5 separate regions of the Mus musculus genome follow, and regions 2, 3, 4 and 5 are each linked to region 1. Evidence: chromatin contacts called from public ChIA-PET, HiChIP or PLAC-seq and promoter capture Hi-C data. All regions are on one chromosome and are shown on one strand. Each heading gives the region's core, a stretch centred on a gene start, on an enhancer-like site or on the middle of the called end of the contact. The rest is flanking DNA. Distances are from core to core; before and after follow the strand shown. Region 1 holds the start of Pcyt1a (phosphate cytidylyltransferase 1, choline, alpha isoform). Region 2 holds the start of Fyttd1 (forty-two-three domain containing 1). Region 3 overlaps Pak2 (p21 (RAC1) activated kinase 2). Region 4 holds the start of Pak2 (p21 (RAC1) activated kinase 2). Region 5 holds the start of Pigx (phosphatidylinositol glycan anchor biosynthesis, class X).

Region 1 (2,854 bases), core at 169-2,668:
TCATAGAATCATTACAGAAAGAAAAACCTCAAATAATCCAAACCCACTACTTCTCAAACTAAAAAAGCAACAACAGCAAAAAGCTAGACATGGTGGCATGCACCTTTAATCTTGAGGCAGAGGCCAGGAGTCTCTGTGAGTTCAAGGCCACCCTGGTCTAGATGGTTCCAGGTCAGTGGCTATACATAGTGAGATCCTGTATTAATGCCTCAGAGCCAGCACTGGTGAGGCAGAAATAGGCAGATCTCTGAGTTCAAGGCCAGCCCGGTCTACAGAGGGAGTTCCAGGACAACCAGGGCTACATAGAGACACCTTGACTTGAAGAAACAAACTCACAAGCAAGAGCAAAGAAACAAAACCAAAACACTTTAAGTCCACCAAAATTTTTAAGCCCAACTGAAAATACTTGTCTCAGCCTCCTGGGTGTCTGAATTCTAGTTGTGTATCACCACACCCAGTTTTCAAACTTTAGCTCGTTTACTGCATACGTAGTAAGATGTAGGAAGCTAACTTTATAGCATCATTGCAAACACACCTGAAACCTATTTTATAAATCCTTACTATGTGAACACAGCGGGGATTTCTATTGTAGACCAGTTGTCTGTATTTAGTTAGTTGCCATCCAACTAAACTGTCTTCACAGCCCAATAGTAAACTGGGACTCAGAGTTGGGTGGCATAATCCAACTCTGAACTTTCCGCTTACTGACGAAGACACTAGCTCAGTGGTGAACTAAGTTTCTCACCCACGGAAGTTTGCCCGTAAAATTCAAACTCTGGTCTGGTCTCACACCAGTGCGGTTTCTTCGTAAGACCTGTGCCGGGTGGGTCCCTCGCTCATTCACTCACACTTTGTACACAAACACAAGTGCAAAGCACCACCCCCAATTCCTGATCTTACATTCTCCTCCAAGTCAGCCCTCAAAGTCGCTGCTTGTCGGTGAGCGCGCCCTCGCAGCCGCTGCTTCATGGTCCCTCGGATCAATCCCCTCAGTCACTATCCATCGATCAGTCAGTCCCCGGGTAGTCACTGCTGCATACTTACTCGGTCATGGTCCCGTCGCAGCCTCTGCCTCGTGCTCTCCGAGGTCAGAGTCCCTCGCATTTACTGCTCCGGGGGTCACAGACCCCTCACAAGCGGCCACCCCTGGGTCACAGTCCTCTTGGCTGTCATTGTACCTCGGTCACAGTAGCCTCCTGCTTCACACTTTCCCTAGCTGTCACTGGCCCACTCTTCAGTCGCAGCCCCCTCACGCTCCCAGCCCGCCTTTGTCCTCGCAAAGCACCCACTACCCGGAGTTTCCTTACCTCAACTCCTCCAGGCTCCGGTCCCCCTCGGATCCCTTCCCCGCGCCGCGTCACCGACTAGCGAAGTCAAATGGGTTGCGGGGAGACGCCCGGGAAACATCTGACCGGACTGCGGACCGGAAGTCCCGCCTCCCGCCCGCCCTCTTGTCAATGCCACCTCCGCATTCCTGAAAACCACAACCTGACAGAGTAGTTCCGCTTCCAGAGGGGCCGGGCGCGTGGGGTGACTGAGCCGAAGCGCTGGAGGCAGGCGCGGGGTCGGCGGGCTCGGAATTCCGGATGTGTGGCGCCTCCTGCCGCCGGTCTCCCGGCGTCCCCTGCGCCCGCTGCCCCTCGCCTTCTCCGCAGGGCTGGGGCTCCGATGTCCGACCTCCCCGAGGACTTCGAGCCCGCCGGCTCGGTCAGGCGAGCTCGGGTCTGAGCTCATCCTCTGTCTGCCAGTTATTCGGACCTGGGTTGACTCATCAGAAAACGAGCCTAGAAATCGACCCGGGAAGTAGTGGAGCAGGAGTAGAGGCGAGGGCAAAAATGCACAGACAAGGAGGCTGTAGTCTAGGGAACGAACTTCCTACGGTGAGCTTTTGGGGGATTTTGTTTGGCCGAGTCCCCCCCCCCCACACACACACACACACAACACACTTCTAAGATTTTGTGTGTCCACGGAGGCCATAAATGGGGTGACATGTCTTGGAGCTAGAGTTAACGGGCCTTTGTGAATACCTGGGTGCTGGGACCTGAACTCTAGTGGGTTTTGTTTTTTTTGGTTTTTTGGTTTTTTGTTTTTTGTTTTTTGTTTTTTTTTTTTTCGTTTTTTCGAGACAGGGTTTCTCTGTGTAGCCCTGGCTGTCCTGGAACTCACTCTGTAGACCAGGCTGGCCTCGAACTCAGAAATCCACCTGCCTGTGCCTCCCCAGTGCTGGGATTAAAGGCGTGCACCACCACTGCCGGGCTAATTCTAGTCTTAATTGAACAGTAAGTGCTTTTAACTCTTAACCACTGAACTCTCTCTCCAGACTTTTTGAGGGGAATTAAAAGTAACTATCAGACATGGCCTTTACTGTTGCCGAGACTGGCCTGGACCTTACTATTTGTCCCATGCCGGCCTTGAATTTGCAGTGGACCTCCTGCCTCAGACTCTAGAGTGCGGTCATTAGCCGCCACACCCTGTGCAATTCTGTAGCTGTAAGGCAAGTGGGAAGAAAACTCTACAGGAGAAAGATGGGGGGGGTGGGGGTAGACTTTTATGTATTTGTTTGCATTTTTTACTTGAAGATAACTGAGAGGAAAGAGGATGGGTGAACTTGTGCATCTGCTGAGGTGCTTCTAAGGAGAAAAATGATTAAAAGCTAGCACACACACTTAAGTTCAAATAGGTATTTGGACTTGGCAGATAAAATGCCCCCAAAAAAGGACTTCGTAGCTGGAGGAGACACCAAGGGCCTCTCTGGGGAAGATGGGCATCACAAAGGTAGTAGTTTAGACTGTAGCTAACATAGAAACCTAGGAATCTTTTTATGGTGGTGGTTATTTTCTAGACAGGGTGTCTC
Region 2 (2,854 bases), core at 174-2,673, 450 kb before region 1:
ATAAATCTCTTTTATGCGATTTGCTGCCTGGTGTGACTGATAAGAAGCCAAGAAGCAATGAAGAGAAGCAAACAAGTGGAGTAGGTCTGAGACTCTTGAGCTCCTCAGCTCAGCTGGGAATACCCTCCCCTGGGAGCTGCGAAGGTTTCCTTTCAGAGCTGTGTGGTTCCTGGGCACCAGTGTCTCAGGATGCCCTTCCACTGGGACACCTGCTCCCCTCTTCAGCTGTATGGTCCCTGGGCTTCTGAGGCCCAGGATAGCCTTCCATTAGAAAAGAAACACAAGTTCAGTATTCAGGTATTTTAAAATATCCAAGAGGGGCAGTGTGGTGAGAAGAGACCCGGAAAGAGGAAAAAGAAAGAGAGCACTGATTCTATCCAGTACCATACATAACTTGACTCTACAAAAGAAAAAAAAAGAAAAGAAAAGAAGGAATTACTTTTGGATTTGCTAAGCCAAACCAAACAGAAGCCCTCATACTGTTGGATTGGAATTATTTTTTTTTTCGAAAATAAAAAACAATCCTCATGCTTTTCTTACATAATCATCAGCAAACCACGGCATCCTTTTTATGTACACGGGACCCCATGTTCTACCTGACATTTTATCAATCTGCGTACATCTCTCCCTCCCCACCCCCAACTGGCTAACTTTGAAACCGTGCTAGAGAACACGCTTCAGTAAACACCTAATCAAACTCAGTAATACGGTTCACGCTTAACGACCCCTCCGAGCGGCCGTTCAGGGACCGCGTCCGGGACCCCCGGCGTTCCCAGGGGAGGCGCCGGTTGGAAATCGCCCGTGCCCAGCGCACTTCTGGGCATTCACACCAGACAAGCTATTCTCGCGGTTGCTGGCTTTAGTCAGTTGCAGCCCCAGGCTGGTTCTAAGACCCTTTAAAAGGAAAAGCCCCGGGTGGGTGAGCACACGCCGGCCCGGGTAGCCCAAGAGACTCCGTCCTGCGGGGAAAGAAGACAGCAGCTACGGACCCTGCGGACCGCCGGGCCCGGCCAGTCCTTGTTACGACCCCTCCCTACCCCCGGGGGTGGGACACACCGGGGTCGCTCCCGTCCCATCGGGGGGGGGGGGTCCTCGCCGGTTCCGCCCACGCGCGACCAAACCGGACAGGCAACCGCGGTCAACCGCCCCTTCCCCCACCGTGCCTCCCGCCCCCTCCCCCCACCACGACGCGGCCACCCTGGTCTCTCACCCAGGGACATATCGATTTTGTCCAGGTTCTCATTGCTTCGTGCTTTCGGTGGCGGCGGCGGGGTCGCCGTGGCTCCTACCAACCGGGTGCCAAACCGGTTCATGACTGGGGTTGCGGCGTCGGAGCAGTCAGCCGGGAAGGCCAGAGTCGCAGGCCCGCCGCCTCCCACTCACGCACGCAGACTAGCTGCAGCGCAGAGCGCGCACGCGCGCCGGCGGCGTCCTCGCCCTCCCACCTCCCAGCAGCGGGCGGGGGAGAGGGACTACCGAGACGAGCTGCGGGCGGCTAGAGCGGCCCACGCGAAACTGGCGCCTAGCGGCCCTTACCGGTGCGGGGCGCCGTCCTGGAGCCTCAGCCCAGGGCGCCGGGAATAGCGGCTGTCCTAGCGCCTCGACGGTCCACACCATTGGCAGCGCCTCCGAAACCGAGTCTGAACGACTAGCCTGGCCCTGCTGTTCCGGCCCGTCCTGCTGCGGAAAGGCCCGGCACGCCCCTCTGCAGTGCAGCCTACGGAGGCTGGACAGACCCCTGCGAGCCGAGATTGCAGCGATGGGTCCCAGCTCCCCTGTCCCTGAGTTGCCACGTCTGATAGCAAAGGCTGCAGTGACAGTTCTTGAGTCACCTTAACAATAAAAGTAAATGCTAATGTATCTGTGCCTTGTCTCAGTTGGCACTCTATAAACATTTGGCACGGTACTAGCTACCTTAGTAAGACCTCATCTTCCCTTGGGAGGGTAAGTACTTCTGTTTATTTGGTTGCGTTTTTCTATTACTCAATTGAGTGGCGAAATATATATATTTTCCTTAATCGTCTTTATAGAAAAACTTAATGTTTCCATTCCAGCTTAATAATTCGTTTCCCCTTTACGAAATGTTATTCCCCCCCCCCCTTTTTTTTTTACTTTATTTTCTACAACGCACCTGCGTGGAAGCATGCCTGTTATTCCATCCCCCACATAACAGCTCAAAACCATCTCAGGCATTTTCATCTAAGGAAAAAAAAACAGCGTCAAGTGTTCTGTTCGTGTAGAAATCTCTGCCACCGTTTTCTTCACTTCCTAAAATTTCTTTAGTAGAGACCTGAGCTAGCTTTGTAGTGACCCAAGAAATCTGAAAACCACACTATCCTATATTTAATTTAGTAATGTCACAATCCATGTGATTTGCAAATTCAACAGCCGTGACACATTTTACTATTTTTTGCTTGGAGCTTCCATACTTTAAAACACTTCATATCATGTACAATTGCATCTATTAATAACATATTTTCTAACTTTTACCAGCTGAGACCTGGTTATATTGTATCTACCCTTTTTAGTAAAGATTGTGACAGCTATTGATCCATCTTAAAACTACATACTAATGCTTCTTACGATATGGTTAAAAGAAAAGGCCACTCTTAATTCGTGATTCCATCCAAAAGCATGATGTTTTGGGGTGTTTGATGAATCATAGTAGTCTTATCTTGAGGAAATGTATAATTTTCTATTGAGAATTTGAGAAATACAATCCCTTATTCTCAAAAGTCAAGTTGGGCCAGGTGTGTTTTGCAGTGCCTTTAATTGCAATACTCGGGAGGCAAAGAATAGTGAGTGAATTTCTGTAAGCTGTAAACAAGCCAGGTCATAGTTCCAGGACAATCAG
Region 3 (2,854 bases), core at 179-2,678, 370 kb after region 1:
CCAGAAGATGTCACCTCAATGATGCTGGTCTCTTCTTAATCACCGCTAATTTCTTAGCTCCAGCTAACCAGCATCAAAAGTCCCAGTAATGCAAAGTTTTTGCTTTAGTAGTTCTGGTATCTTGTTAATCACAGCTGATTCTTCAGCCCCAGCTATGTTGGGAGCCTTTCTATCTATCCTCCCTCTGCAAATCTATAAAGTTAGTGTCTTCCCCACAGGAGTAGAGAGCTCAGAAGAGGAATAAAATACATCATATTAGGTAATGTAGTGGCAGTGTCCTAATTTGGTCAGTATGTTTAATATGCAATGCAGAAAGTTCCCATTGTAGTTATCATTGAATGTGTAAAGACAAGATGAAAGTTAGCAGTCACTACTCAGTTCTGGTCGTCTGGCAGCTCACAACAGTCTGTCTGTAACTCCAGATCCAGGCAATCTAACCCCCCACAACCCCACCCCCGCCGACTTCCACCAGCACTAGGCATGCATGGGGTGCACACACACACACACACACACACACACACACACACGTATACATATATATGCAGGCAAATATTTGTACACAGAAAATAAACCTTAAAAAGTAGCATGGTCAAGCATACCTGTAATCCTGGCACTTGGAAGATGAAGGCAGAAAGACAGAAGTTTGGGACTAGTGAGATGGCTCAGTGGGTAAGAGCACTGACTGCTCTTCCAAAGGTCCTGAGTTCAAATCCCAGCAACCACATGGTGGCTCATAACCACCCATAATGAAATCTGACACCCTCTTCTGGTGTGTCAGAAGACAGCCACAGTGTACTTATGTATAATAAGTAAATCTTTGGGCCGGAGTGAGCAGGGACTGGGCGAGTGGAGTTGACCGGAGCGAGCACGATTGACTGGAATGAGCAGATGTCCTAAATATTCAATTCCCAAAGTAGGTAGGCTCCTAATGTAGTAGGTTGAGAATTAGTGGTCTGTAATAAATGGCCCACTCACTCTATCTATTTTCAGTTTGTTTTTGGATTCACTAAAATCTTGTTTTATTTACTAGCATTTGTTTGTATACTAAATTTTTAAAACTTTTGCTTTTACATTTATTTGATTTGTATATGTATGTGTGTGGAGGTCAGAGGAAAATTTGTACATGGTGTAGCATTCCTTCCACCATGTAGTTTCTGGAGATGGAAAGAACCAGGTTGTCAGGCTTGGCAGAAAGTATCTTTGCCCATAGAGCCATCTCCCTGGCCCCATGACATAAATCTTTTGATCAGTCCCATGAACTTGTGTTTGTCTGAGTTCCTTACAAGTCTTCTCTGCGTTCCTACACCTCTCTGCATCAAGTCTTTGCTTTGGAGCTTTGCCATCTTGGCCTGATGTTCTGACTGGCATACTCTGGTGAACACTTCCTTTCCAGTGTGGGAGCCTCTGACTCAGTGTATGGCCGCACCTGCAGGTAGTCGGGGCTCGTTCTCATCTGTACTTAAGCTCACAGAGGTTCGTAAGGTTTGGGATGCCATGGTGTCAGTGTAGAAAGAGATTGTTAGAGTTCTGGTCAGTGTTGTTATATTAGTAAGTTCCTGAAAACATAAAGTAAAATTTTGCATCATGAACCATGTTTTCTGGTAATGTGTTTTTCACTTCTGTGTCATAGCTGATCCCAGTAGATAATATAAATTCATTTCCACTAGTTAGACTGACTGAGTCCAGACACCACTTCCTTATTTCTGTCGTGTATTTAGCTACTTCTGGTCTTCTTCAGAACACAATTGAGGAATTGTGTTGAGGCTCATCACAGTTAAACAATGGGCCTCTTAGAGAGTACAGTGTGTTTTGGCACACTTTTTGTTTTGCCTACTTGTTTGTTACTGAAAAGTATCAAAAAGTGAAAGGATTGGAGAGAGGCACTACTTACTTTTTTTTTTTTCATACAGCATTTTTGAGTAGTGGTAAAACAATATAGGCTATATTATCATTTTATTATGAAGTGTGTTTGACTTGGTTTGGGGACAGGATTTCATGTATCTTAGGCTGTGTTCAATTATTTTTTTTCTTAAAGATTTATTTATTTATTTATTCATTCATTCATTTTTATGAATATGAGTATACTGTACTATATATACAGTATGTATACAGACAGTATGCTGTCTTCAGACACACCAGAAGAAGCCATCAGATCCCTCTTCACAGATGGCTGTGAGCCACTGTGTGGTTGCTGGGACTTTTTGAAGAGCAATTGGTGCTCTTAACTGTTGAGCCAGCTCTCCAGCCCTGTGTTCAACTCTTCATGCATCCAAGAATGACTTTGAAGTTCTTGCCTCCAACCTCTCTGTGGTAGGATGCATGCGCCCCTTGTCTGGTTTTGTACAGTGCTAGGGACTGACTACCACTAAGCAGGCACTCTTTACCAACTAAGCCTCATCTCCAGTCCTGTGAGTTGTTTTTGTGTCTATTGTACCTGTCTAAAATATAAGGTTAAAGAATTTTATTGGGACCTTACCAGGCACTTTTTAGGCACTTAACACTGTCTGTAGGAGCAGTGCACAAAAAGCTGCGTTGTGGGAAAGAGACTAAGGCCATAAGTCAGCAGTGAGGGGCAAGTACAAGCTTTTCAAAGGTAACCCTGTTAGTGTGACCTGCTTTATCTGTGTCTAGTGAACGGCTGGGTGAGAAAAGGACTGCTACATTCAGGAGGGATAGGCTTCACTGGGGAGCAGAGCATGGTCAACATGAGTCAGTCGGCAGTCCTGTCTAAGGTATGCACAGTCCTTGCCCTTTGGGCTGAGTGAACTTGGGGGAGAAAAGTGACGTAAGTTATTGACTAATTGTCACAGTTATAATTCAGTTCCGGAAGTCATCCAGCACACTGGATTAGTAT
Region 4 (2,854 bases), core at 234-2,733, 350 kb after region 1:
TCCGACTCTCTATGTAACCATTCTTGTCCCCTATCCGTCCTCTACCTCTCAGTACTCAAATTCCTCATCTTACCTCAGCCACCTGAGTGCTGGAATTACAGGTTTGCTTCATCATATCTTGTACTACAGTACTTTTTTTTTCTTTTCGAGACAGGGTTTCTCTCTATATAGTCCTGGCGGTCCTGAAACTCACTTTGTAGACCAGGCTGGCCTCGAACTCAGAAATTCGCCTGCCTCTGCCTCCCAAGTGCTAGGATTAAAGGAGTATGCCACCTCGCCCAACTACTACAGTACTTTCTAATATACCCATCTTACACCAAGGTGCAGCTACATAAGTCTTGTGGTTTTGGTTGTGAGCCTAGCCTTCATCTCTCACTGACCGTGGCAATCCTCTTCCTACTTGTAATCCTTTCCCCTCAGTTCTTCCGAGTTCCTTTTTCTGTTTTAACTGCCACCTTCTCTGTCCACTCTGTCCACGGTAATCCCTCAGCTTTTTCCCCACCTTGTAACAGGTATCAGTGTTTTGGTTTTTATGTTTTCATACGTTTTTTTGGTTGTTTTTTTTCTGAGACAGGGTTTCTCTGTATAGCCCTGGCTTTCCTGGAACTCACTCTGTAGACCAGTCTGGCCTCGAACTCAGAAATCTGCCTGCCTCTGCCTCCCGAGTTCTGGGATTAAAGGCGTGCGCCACCACCGTTTTCATGTTTTTAACCTTTACAAAGACTAGGTGAAGCATGTTCATTTCTGGTACCTAAATGGTCTTTTGTAGATATTAGATATTGACATAGTTGTGGAATAAGAATACATGAATTAACTCCTCCATTGATAAAATACAGAAAAATAAAAAAATCTTTGTTTTGCAAAGAGGGAGGACCTAATTTAGCAGCATAATCTGATTCAACTTAATCTGGTTAAATTTGTAGGAAAAAAAAAAGCGGTGGCGTCGCATTCCTTTAATCGAGGCCAGCCTGGTCTTCAAAGTGAGTTCCAGGACAGCCAGGGCTATACAGAGAAACCCTGCCTCCAAAAAACCAAACCAAACCAAACCAAACCAAAAAACAAAGTGAGCTGGGCAGTACCTCTTCAGGAGGCAGAAGCAGGAGGATCTCTAGTTCAAAGTCAGCCTGGACTACAGAGTGAGTTCCAGGACAGCCAGGACTCGAAAAGCCATCCCTCCCCACAAAACACCAATTGGTGAATGGATACATTCTCAGAAACAAAGACCCTCTACACACAAATATGTTTGGATCAGCTGTTCTCCGTCAGCTTTGTCAGTAGGTAAACCGTAACTGCAGACAATGCAGAATGCTGATAAATGAGGGACAGGTTTTCTCTGTAACGCCCACTGTCCTGAGTCTCCCTAACAGATGACTAGACTACGGTTCCCAGCCGCCCTGTGAAAGCCCGCCCCTCGGGTCATGACGCCACTTTCAGGGCGGGGCTGTCTTACGGCCCCGCCCCGCGCCCCCGCCGCCGCCCTCCCCCAGGGTTGTGGCCACGCGCAGCGGCAGCGGTTGTTCCGCTTCCCCTCCGGCCCGGGCCGTCGCCATTGCCGAAGGCTCCTGCCCTCCCCTCCCTGGCCCAAGGGGTTCTGCGCCTCACGGCCTCGGTAGCGACGGCCGCGCCCCGCGCCGCTCCCCTCCGCCCTGCCCTCCTCCCTCTCAGCGCCCCAGCGCAGTGCTCGCCCGCGTCGGCCAAGCAGCCCGCCCTGGGTCGGGCGGAGACCTTTCCTCTCTGGTAAGTGCGGTTGCCGCTCGCCCGGGCCGGGCCGGGCCGGGCCGAGCCGCCGCCCTCCTCCCGCCTCCGCGGCCTGGGCCCAGCGGCCCGGGACGCCAGCACCTGCGGGCGGGCCCGCGGCTCCGGGCGGTGGCTCATTGTCTGCGCCCTGGCTCTAAGCTTCGGCCGAGAGGAAGCTTGCTGGGCTGTGGGGACCCTGGCCACTCCGGCCGTCCTTGCCCTTCTCTCCCGCCGGCGCTGCACCGGACGACTCGGGTTTGTTCCTGGATGTTCCCTCCTTTACCAGCTGCGTTCTCTGCAGTCTCGTCGCTCGGGAATCCTGTCGCGAGCTCCTTAAGTTCAGTGTGTAAACTCTTCCTCCTCCTCCACATTAGGAAAAAGTTTTTGCCGGGCTCTGGGAGCCTGCGTTTAAGAACAGAAGTTAAGGATCTTACGGTTTTTGCTTGATCTTTAGCCAGGAGGTGAATATTTGCTTCTTAAGGTTAACTTGGGCTGAGGTTGGCTTTTCACCATGTTTGGCTGTCTGAAACACGCGCGCCCTCACAAGAAAAAAAAAAAGTTGCTGCAAATAACTTAATGGACTCAGCCTTTTGATTAGTTCTAGATCAAGTCGTCCAAGACAGAAGTGTGTTAAATAATTGCCATTGTGGCTTGATGGGAAGGAGGCTCTCTCCATCCCCTGTCTTAATAGAACTAGGTAGAGTGGAAGTGAGATTTGTTTCCTCTTTGACAAATCACCAACTCCCATCGATAGCCGCCAGGTTCTTCTTTACAAGTGACCTGTAGATTTTCCAGCTTTTCGTTTCTAACCTTTTAAAAAAAGACAACCAAACCGGTTAGGCCCAAAATTAGACAACGACGAGCTGAGCTGTGTTTTGGGTGAAGGTTGTGCACGTCACGTTTTTCCCCTGCTGTATTCGACTCTTCCGCTCTTATAAAGTAGGCAGGATATTGAAATAAATACACAAGAATTTGCTCTGGGGATTTTTTTTTTTTTTTTTTTGGTAGAGCTATCCAAAAGAATAGTATGAATAAAATTAGGTTGGGATGAAGGCAGTGAGTAGTAATTTTTAAAACAGGTTAGGGCACGTCAACTTTGCCAGAAGCTCTGTGGCAT
Region 5 (2,854 bases), core at 190-2,689, 330 kb after region 1:
CCAACTGCTCTTCTGAAGGTCCTGAGTTCAAATCCCAGCAACCACATGGTGGCTCACAACCATCCGTAATGAGATCTGACGCCCTCTTCTGGTGTGTCTGAAGACAGCTACAGTGTACTTACATATAATAAATAAATAAATCTTAAAAAAAAAAGAAAAATAGGAATAAAAGTGAGAGAAAGAGAAAATGAAATGTTCATCTAACTTCTATTCTTTTTTCTAGCTATATGTATGTCACATACATATATGCATAAATATAAATACATATATAGACTACAGTTTAGTTTTATCTCATACATACGGTTTCCTGTATTAAATGCAAATTTTATGGTTGCTAGGTAGATTTATCATATAGGATCACAGTCTGTATTCTCACCCTACTGACAGATGTGAGATTTTTACTCCTATGAGGTCAACCATAATAAAGTGCTGCCTTTCACATTGCTGGGCTTTGCCTTTGATCTGAGCCAATGCCCAGACACTATTCCCAGTTCACCTCACTAGAGTGTGATGTCAGTAAACTTTCCAGACACTATATGGTCTACAAACATAAGCAAAGGGCCACACTTGTGAATAGAGTCGATAATAACGTAAGGTCTTCACTAAAGAGTTTTCCTTTTAATTTATTATTATTATTGTTGTTGTTGTTTCAAGTCAGGATTTTCTGTGAAGCTCTCGCTGCCCTGGATTCACTCTGTAGACCAGGCTGGCCTCAAACTCAGAGATCTGACCGCCTCTACTTCCCGGGTGCTGAGATTAAAAGCATACACCACCACTACCTGGCCTTTTTTTTTTTTTGTTTTTGTCCATATTTCTTAATAGCATGTTTGTAGTGCTATATTACACTATCCTCCCACTTTCGAGACCCCATAACCTGCCTGCCGTTCAGCACCAGCACTAGGTCAGCTAACGCACTGGGAGGAATGACATTACATTTACCTAATGTATTTTTACCTGATATACTTTTCCTACTAGAGATTTGTTCCCCACAACACCGAAGGGAATACTGAGGTCCCGATTCATGTCCTCACCAATGCAAGGCGACCCTACTTACCCTTGAAGAAGTACAGGAAGTGCACATCTGAACAGCAGTGAGGGGGTGGTTTCCATCCTACTGCACTGCACAGAGGAGCTTAGGTCGACTTTGAGGCGAGGTGGAGCCTGACGCTGCAGGAAACGGCGATAGCCATAGCCTACAGGAATAACCATGGGGTGAACTCAGAGGCAGGGGGCTCAGCCCGCACGCATCCGGTTGTGGGCAGGAAGCGGGGCTGAGCGCGGGGAGTGCGGTCCTAAGGCAGCTCGCCCGGTCCAAGGGCCCACCTAGGCGCCCCGAGGATCGTTCCCAAGGCAACAGAAGGCTCTCAATTTGCGCTTGCGCAGCCTCTCGCCCCGCCCCGGCCGGGATGACGAGGGGCGGGGCCAGGGGGCTGGCCTCTCCGGAACCTGGAGTTGTAGGGAGATCCTAGGGTGGAAGTGTTAGCCGAGTTCTGTTCGGGTCATCGGGAAAGGTGAGCGCGCGCTCAGCGTGCTCAGATTCCTTCGGTGACCGCAGCTTGCCCCGAGCGCCCCTTTCGGGCGTCGGGCTCCGGCGTCCTGGCTGCCGGCGCTGTGGCCTGGCTGCTCCTTTGGGCAGCCTGGCTGGTCGGCAGGCTCGCCGCGGACTTCAGCGACGCCCCTTTCAGCGCTGGTAAAGGTCAGGGGGCTGAGCGAGTGTGTGCGGAGCTGGGGCGGAGGTGGGGAGCACCCGCGGCGCCTGGGGTACCCGAGGCCGGAGGAAGTTAGCAACAAAGGCCCTGTGCGCCCTTCCCTCCTTGTGATCTTTGCTGGGGGTCCCATCCCGGGCTTCAGAGCCGGGCTTTGTCTTTCCAAGGCGGGACTGGCCACGCTGTGACCCAAGTACGAAACAAGTACAGCAAGCCACGAAGTATCTTGGGGTGCTTATGGTTCCCCTGAAGATGCCTTGTGCTGCCTGAGAGGCAGTGAACCCTCGGCATCCAGCGAAGTGTGAGAATGCCCAAACAGCATGTATGGGAGAAGGGGTGAGGTGATGTGTTGTGTGACATACTTCCCAGGGACACACGCACGCACGCACACACGCACAACCTGCTCACTCCAGAAAGGTAACCTTTGTACCAGTGTCCAGTTTGGTAAACCAATGATTTTTTTTTTTTAATTGGGGCTACTATTAGAAATATGGGTGAGGGGCTACTTACTAGAAGCAAGGATAACTCAAAAGAAGCTGCATCAGTAGAAAGATAAAATGGGTGAGTCCTGAAAACTGCAACCCTGGAGCTCACTAAGCGACTTCCAGACAGCTCTTCAGTCCTAACACTAGTTTCCCCCCTCCCATCTCTTTTTCTCTGCAGTTTGCCCCCAGCAACTGTTGACTCGCTTTTATATTGTAGGACCCTCAAGCGTCTCCCAACTGCTTATTCTCCTGGCTTCATGTTGCTGAGTAACAGGTTTATCAGTGATTCACACTCTTATTTTAATGTTCTTCCCACACATTTCTTGCCAGTGTTTTAGAGCAGGGTACCTGGCTACTGAACCTTTAGGGTTTGTTTGTTTCTTAATATTTGATACTTGAGAAATGGTCTTTCTTGGAACTTGGTATGTAGACCAAACTGAGTGCTGGAACCAAAGGTGGTGCCATCTCACCAGTCTTGAACTTTTAGTCACTGAGTAATAATAGTTTTAGTGAATCATTTTATGAAGATTTCTGCTTATTCCAAGTGTGTAAGTGAACTCACTGAATCTTCATGTGCCCCTCATTTTCTTGCCTTTTTTTTTTTAAAAAAAAAGCCTCTCCCAACATCTTCACAAAGTATCAGTGTACAATCTTCCCAGACTT

What was found. ChIA-PET counts read pairs in DNA pulled down with a chosen protein or histone mark. HiChIP or PLAC-seq counts read pairs in DNA pulled down with a chosen protein or histone mark. Capture Hi-C pulls out chosen DNA fragments and counts their contacts.
Region 2: a promoter capture Hi-C map of adipose tissue shows a contact between it and region 1. The contact joins the promoter of Fyttd1 here to the promoter of Pcyt1a in region 1. A contact is called at or near these places in 2 of 39 promoter capture datasets (fetal liver and liver) and 2 of 9 other capture datasets (adipose tissue and liver).
Region 3: a contact with region 1 is called in an RNA polymerase II ChIA-PET map of memory CD8 T cells, with 19 read pairs. The contact joins the enhancer-like site here to the promoter of Pcyt1a in region 1. A contact is called at or near these places in 7 of 39 promoter capture datasets (3T3-L1-derived adipocytes, the HPC-7 cell line, cranial neural crest and 4 more), 6 of 115 datasets of contacts at active chromatin or transcription factors (embryonic limb bud, extraembryonic endoderm stem cells, memory CD8 T cells and 3 more) and 1 of 9 other capture datasets (pancreatic islet).
Region 4: an H3K27ac HiChIP or PLAC-seq map of extraembryonic endoderm stem cells shows a contact between it and region 1. The contact joins the promoter of Pak2 here to the promoter of Pcyt1a in region 1. A contact is called at or near these places in 6 of 39 promoter capture datasets (the C10 cell line, hippocampal neurons, liver and 3 more), 6 of 115 datasets of contacts at active chromatin or transcription factors (effector CD8 T cells, extraembryonic endoderm stem cells, large pre-B cells and 3 more) and 3 of 9 other capture datasets (adipose tissue, macrophages and pancreatic islet).
Region 5: a contact with region 1 is called in a promoter capture Hi-C map of liver. The contact joins the promoter of Pigx here to the promoter of Pcyt1a in region 1. A contact is called at or near these places in 2 of 39 promoter capture datasets (cranial neural crest and neural stem cells), 4 of 484 Hi-C or Micro-C datasets (B cells, CD4 T cells, granulocyte-monocyte progenitors and 1 more), 18 of 115 datasets of contacts at active chromatin or transcription factors (the 230-238 cell line, CD8 T cells, the NIH/3T3 cell line and 13 more) and 3 of 9 other capture datasets (adipose tissue, liver and pancreatic islet).

What each region holds. Positions count from the first base shown.
Region 1 is chr16:32,429,485-32,432,338 of GRCm38.p6, reverse strand. Pcyt1a (phosphate cytidylyltransferase 1, choline, alpha isoform) reads right to left here and starts at 1,418. Exons shown (of 9, transcript NM_009981.4): 1 at 1,308-1,418.
Region 2 is chr16:32,876,353-32,879,206 of GRCm38.p6, reverse strand. It overlaps Fyttd1 (forty-two-three domain containing 1), which reads right to left and starts at 1,423. Exons shown (of 9, transcript NM_027226.4): 1 at 1,211-1,423. The coding sequence starts at 1,313. It also overlaps a transcript of Rubcn not described here.
Region 3 is chr16:32,058,860-32,061,713 of GRCm38.p6, reverse strand. The region is part of intron 1 of Pak2 (p21 (RAC1) activated kinase 2); the gene reads left to right. Among named protein-coding and RNA genes, the nearest start is that of Gm26419, 5.6 kb to the left of the region's middle. Within about 2 kb of position 1,428, at least 104 of the 459 cell types and tissues checked have an H3K27ac peak or open chromatin away from gene starts, as enhancers often do. A contact at or near this core is called in the HPC-7 cell line, liver, memory CD8 T cells and 1 more, where this site is marked.
Region 4 is chr16:32,077,971-32,080,824 of GRCm38.p6, reverse strand. It overlaps Pak2 (p21 (RAC1) activated kinase 2), which reads left to right and starts at 1,483. Exons shown (of 15, transcript NM_177326.3): 1 at 1,483-1,737.
Region 5 is chr16:32,098,312-32,101,165 of GRCm38.p6, reverse strand. It overlaps Pigx (phosphatidylinositol glycan anchor biosynthesis, class X), which reads left to right and starts at 1,439. Exons shown (of 6, transcript NM_024464.3): 1 at 1,439-1,696. The coding sequence starts at 1,597. It overlaps Cep19 (centrosomal protein 19), which reads right to left and starts at 1,377. Exons shown (of 4, transcript NM_025892.3): 1 at 1,055-1,377.